Linked DNA regions of Mus musculus: region 2 is linked to region 1. A link is a contact called in public Hi-C data. All regions are on one chromosome and are shown on one strand. The core of a region is the stretch at or near the end of the contact, and the rest is flanking DNA. Distances in the headings are between cores, read along the strand shown.

Evidence for each region. A called contact is a pair of places that touch in the nucleus more often than the background predicts.
Region 2: a contact with region 1 is called in a Hi-C map of trophectoderm, with 2.4 times the contacts expected there. The contact joins two enhancer-like sites. A contact is called at or near these places in 16 of 484 Hi-C or Micro-C datasets (8-cell embryo, colon epithelium, embryonic stem cells and 6 more) and 7 of 115 datasets of contacts at active chromatin or transcription factors (CD8 T cells, bone marrow-derived dendritic cells, embryonic stem cells and 1 more).

Annotation. Positions count from the first base shown.
Region 1 is chr3:9,077,025-9,079,825 of GRCm38.p6, forward strand. No RefSeq gene overlaps it. Among named protein-coding and RNA genes, the nearest start is that of 4930539M17Rik, 16 kb to the left of the region's middle. Within about 2 kb of position 1,402, at least 6 of the 459 cell types and tissues checked have an H3K27ac peak or open chromatin away from gene starts, as enhancers often do. A contact at or near this core is called in trophectoderm, where this site is marked.
Region 2 is chr3:9,157,930-9,160,730 of GRCm38.p6, forward strand. The region is part of intron 2 of Gm41996 (a long non-coding RNA gene); the gene reads right to left. Among named protein-coding and RNA genes, the nearest start is that of Gm41996, 15 kb to the right of the region's middle. Within about 2 kb of position 1,367, at least 10 of the 459 cell types and tissues checked have an H3K27ac peak or open chromatin away from gene starts, as enhancers often do. A contact at or near this core is called in trophectoderm, where this site is marked.

The sequences.
Region 1 (2,801 bases), core at 152-2,651:
TTAGCACTTTAACCAATGCTCTACTCCATTGAATTTGTGGAAGATGTCTTGACGCTTCTCCTAAAATAATCAGGTGAGGGAAGGAATGCTAGTTTATGTATTTTGAAGTCTAACTTTGATTGTCATTTGAAACTCCATTCACGCAATACTTCTCCAAGCTTTGACCATGGGTCACCATATTTCTTAGCAAAGGGAAGAAGATGGGTTGGGCACAGGGTGGGAGCCATGTTCTGAAACGTGGGTTCATTGGCAGAGCTTCTTCACATCTCAGCATCCTAAGTCGTCTTCTGTAAAATGGGGAGGCAAGAAAGCAACCCACACGTGCTTCAAGGACTAGATACATTCTAGCTTCTAGACTATGGCAACAGAGTTTATTAAATAAATACACACTATCTAATACATTGCTAGGTCCTGCTTGACTCTGTAAGAGACATGTTAGAATCTTTTTTTTAAAACTGTGTCAAAAAAAACCTTGTCTTTTTTAATTTTATTTTTAGATTTTACTTTATGTGTATGTGTGACTGTATACAACGGGTGTGTGGGTGCCAGAGGATGGAATCCCTGGAAGTAGAATTACAGGCTGCTGTCAGCATCCAGTGTGGATGCTGGGAACCAATTTCAGGTCTCCTGGAAGAATAGCAGTAAGCACCCTTACAGAGGGCTGTCTCGTGTGTGTGTGTGTGTGTGTGTGTGTGTGTGTGTGTGTAGACAGTGTCTCACTATGTAGTCCCTTGGTGGCCTAAAACATGCTAACCTCAGACTTGTGGTGATCATCCTGCCTCAGCTGCCTAGGTGCCTGTTATCATTATGCCCTCAAAATTCTTTTAATATAGCCAGCTGTGGTGGACCACACCTATTTCAGCAATGAAGAGGAAGAGGCTGGGAGGATTTCAAATGTCAGCTCACAAGAGACTAACTCAGAAAACAGAACAAATCTTTGATTAAAAAATTACAGTAAGGACAAAGGAGTGTAGTTCAGTGGTCAAATACCTGGGTTCCTTTCCTTTGCTTATCTGTCCATTTAACAAGGGAGTTGTTTGCTGGTCCAGCCCCTTGAGTTGGGCAGTGCTGTTCTCCACATTGTAAGTGAAGCAATCACAGGAGTATGTGTGCGTGTGTGCGTGTGTGTGCGCGCGCGCGCGCGCACACACACACACACACATACACAGGGGTGGGGGTGGGGAGAGAGAGAGAGAGAGAACACCAAAAGATCTGCTTGTATTTTTAGAAGAGTGGTATTAGCTGTATTTGTTTTTCTATTTTTAATTGTTATATTTTTATGATTGGGATTCAGCCCAAGCCAAAGGTGTGCATGGAAAGCCCGTGGGTGTTAGGGACTTGTGTAACCTCCAATAAACACCTAGCCGCACTGTGGTACTGCTCCTGGCCCCCAGGGGTCTGTTGAGTCCCATCCAGCCTGCCTTCCCTCAGGGGGATGAAGGAGGCTGCTCCTTTACAAACCATGCTCTGTATTGGTAAAAAACAAAAAACCAAAACCAAACCAACCAAACAAACAAAACCAAGAGACCCCAACAACTGCCCATTCTAGAGGTTCCTGGGCAGGTTTGGCTCTTCCTGGCCTGGTACTTGGCAGAATAAGAAGGGTCCTAAGGTACAAACTATATTACTTTCCTCAGCCATCTGACTTCTTGAAGAAGGGAGCTATGGCTTAGGCTCCGTGTGGACAGCTATGCCACCTGGACGGAGGATGACATGGGGACCGTTTACCTTGCCGGCCCACATGCCTGGGAGTGTGCAAGTTTAAAGGTGCTGCTTTATGGAACACTGTATGGAGCACAAGTCAAAGCCTCTGGGGTCTAACCGTCCAGGCTGTCTGAGCAGGGCAGGGTAATAAGTGAAGACGGAGATGCCTGGTGGGACAGTGTTAAGCACACACCTTTATGAAACTGGCTTTTTGTTATCACCCCCATGGAGCAGCACCTGGCTCTTGGAGGAAAGAGACCATCTTTGTTGAGGACATGTTCCTGGCAGATGCCCCCTCTGCCCTAGCCCCCACCCCACACTGTCCCCTCATTCTCGGCCTTCTTTCCTCCCTCCCCACCCTCCCCTGACTCCCTGCTCTCTGATCGAAAACCTTCAAGATAACATACCACAGACCCACAGAGATGAAAAGGAGTGATAGGGCTGAGCCATAAACCTGATGCATCAGGTTGACCCCTGAGCGGAATCTCTGGAGTGTCATTGAGTGGAGGACCAGAGGGGGTCATGCATGGCCTTTATCAGGGCGTGGCATATAACAGATAACTAAGAATCACATAGGGACAAAATGAGTTGAGGTCTTTTGTTAGGAGGGTGGGGTGGGGTGACGTCCTTCCTACTCCCTACCTGCCTCCACCCCAGCTGAGATCTTATCAGGGGAGGGGGTACAGAGACGCCATAGAAATGGAATTTTCCAGAGAGTCTTTCCATTCCTTTACGAAGCAGACCAAGTTGCTTTTTAGTTTACATAATACAGATAATCCCATCAGAAGAAATTCTGCCCCCCAGCTGTCCCCCAGAGGAGAAACAGAGCAGAACCTACTGAAATGTCTAGGTCTTGGTTCAAGTGTGATGAGTCTGCTTTGGAGACCTCTCTGCCCGTGGGGTCACAGTGGCAGGCTGACAGGGTCATGGCTTTTCTACAAGCTTCGGCAGTTCCCTGCCCGTCTGCCCCTCTATACTGCAGCTGTGGTTTCTCAGCACGGCAGCAGGTGGGCTATGCTGGGCATGCTCCTGTGCTGGGGCTGCGGGGGCTGAGGCAGGAGGATCACTGAGAGTTTAAGGCTAACCTAAGCTAAGTA
Region 2 (2,801 bases), core at 117-2,616, 81 kb after region 1:
TCTGTCTCCCGGTACTGAAATTACAGATGTGTGCCCTGTACACACCTGACCCGTGGCAGTGGCTTTTTGTCTTTGTACTATCATTAGCACTCCATAAAGGACATCTTCATCCTCAGTCCATGTATGTTTGATGGGTCAAGAAACACAACTGAAACTTTCTCATCTGGTTATGGGTTCCCTAAGAATAGGGCTGGGGTGCAGTTTAGTGATAGAATCCTTGCCCAGAAAGCTGGAGATTCTAGATTTGATCTTTAGCATCATTAATTAGCTAATTAATTAATTAATTAATTAAAGTCACTGGATTGGGAGTGTAGTTCAGTAGTGGAATGCTTGTCTACTATGTGGAAGGTATGGGCTTGATTCCTTTTTAAAAAATACACTTAAGCCGGGCGTGGTAGTGCACACCTTTAATCCCAGCACTTGGGAGGCAGAGGCAGGTGGATTTCTGAGTTCGAGGCCAGCCTGGTCTACAGAGTTCCAGGACAGCCATACAGAGAAACCCTGTCTCAAAAAACCAAAAACAAACAAAAAACAGAAAAAACAACAACAAAACAAACAAACAAACATAAAAGGGCTGGAAAGATGGCTCAGCGGTTAAGAGCACTGACTGTTCTTCCAGAGGTCCTGAGTTCAATTCCCAGCAACCACATGGTGGCTAGCAATGGGATTTGATGCCCTCTTCTGGTGTGTCTGAAGAGAGCTACAGTGTACTTATATGTAATAAATAAATCTTAAAAAAATACACTTTAAAATTTTTTAAACTTTATTTAAAAAATATGCTTGCAAATAAATCAAACCCACCAGGTTTAATTTCTAATACTACCAAACAAAAAGAGAAGAAAAATGAACGTAAGCAAAAGATTAAAAAAAAGTCGACCTAGCAGTGGTAGCCCACATTTTTAGTCCCAGCACTTGGGAGGCAGACAGAATTCTGAGTCTGAGGCCATCCTGGTCTACATAGAGAGTTCCCAAGAAAAAAAAAGAAAGAAAGAAAGGAGAGAGAGAGAGAGAGAGAGAGAGAGAGTTAGTTCCAGGACAGCCAGGGCTACACAGAGAAACCCTGTCTCGAAAAACAAAAACAAACAAACAAAAAGTGTATAAACTCAATATTCACTCCTCACGGCTCTATCCTTCAAACTGTGATTTTTAAAGGGTATGTATGTTCTCACGTCCCTCCGCCGAGGAACCCGGAACTAAGTGTCCAAGTAAGCAGGAACACTGCCTTATCTGCTCGCTAAAACTCTTGGAGTTCAGTGATTTCTCAGTAATGAAACACCTGCCATCCTGGAGGCTGCGCCACGAGGCACTGGTGAGCCGGGACGGGCGGGCGGGGCAGCCAAGATTGCCTGACTCCCAAGAGAGAGAGCATCTGCATTGCAGATGCCTTTGGACAGCAGTCATTTGCTCCTTTGCCTTCCTCAGGCCGGGGAGGTTCTAGGGTAGAGGGAAACCGGCTTTTCATTGTTTCAAATCCCAGGTTCTTTGGAAAGGCGTAGATGCATTCAGCCTTCCATTTAAGGTAACATTCAGCACGTTGACAGACAGTACAAAGAGTAAATGGCAAATTAAAATTTGGAATGGGGAACGGGTAGTCTGACATGAACTCACTTTCTTGTGTCTGAGAGCAGAGCTTTAATGATCAACAGGCCAGATGCTCCAGAAAGTTCTCCCTATAAGTCTCTCCCCCGCCCCGGGCTTTTGGTCTATTTGCGCTGTCTGAGCACTACAGGCCCACAGTGCCTAGGCTTATAGCATACATGTGTTTTGTAGTGCTAAATAGAAAGGGGACAGAAAAGAGTGTAATTAACTAGATTAGTTACTTTGTAAAACATTAAATTGAGCCTCTACACATACAATTAAAAAAATAAAAATAAAACAAAAAACAAAAAGTCCCTCTGTGGTGGGATGTTTTAGGGATTTCTGTTTTTGACTAGCCTTAAGTTGTTGGGTGTCAACATCTTGAGTCAGGCCTGGGGAGGCAGCTCAGCAGATAGATTGCTTGCCTGTCATACATGACACCCTGGATTGCATGTTACATGAGCACAGTGTGGTGGAACATGCCTCTAAGCCTAGCAGCACTTGGGAGGCACAGGTTGATCAGAAATTCCACGTTGTACTCAGCCTGGGAGACCGGGTCTGGGTACTTGTAGGCTCTCACTCTCTACTGAGCTACACTTTTTAAATTATTGTGGTTTTTCAGGGGCATTTCTTTGTGCCGTCCTGGCTCTCCCTGAACTTTCTCTGTAGACCAAACTGGCCTCGAACTCAGAAATCTGGAATTAATGGTGTGTACCCCTACTGCCTAGGGAACTATATTGTTATTTGTATTTAAAGATAGGATCTTTCTAAGATCCCTAGGTTGGGCTTAAAATCTCCCTATAGTCTAGACAGGACTTAAATTTGGGATATTTGTGCCTTAGTCTTCCCGGTATTATAAGTGAATGTAACTATACCTGGCCAATTCTTTTTAAGTTGGACGAAAGACTTATACCAATAATTTCATTTCTACTCCTTGCATTACTTTATTCTAAACTGAATATCCAATACACTGGATGTGTGGCCTTAGAATGAATACCCACAGCTTTTAGGTGGCCAACACTGACTTTAGGGTTACAGTGTAGTTTATTAAGCAATTACAATTGGGAAGTGGCCCCTGGTGCATTTAGTCATTGAAGAGATCTTCACTTCTATGTAGGTGGAGTATATATATAGACCATAATAATATATGAAATTCATGCTCTTAGTAAATGTGCATTGTGAGTTCCACTCACATTTCACAGGTCAAGTTCTTTGACTGTACA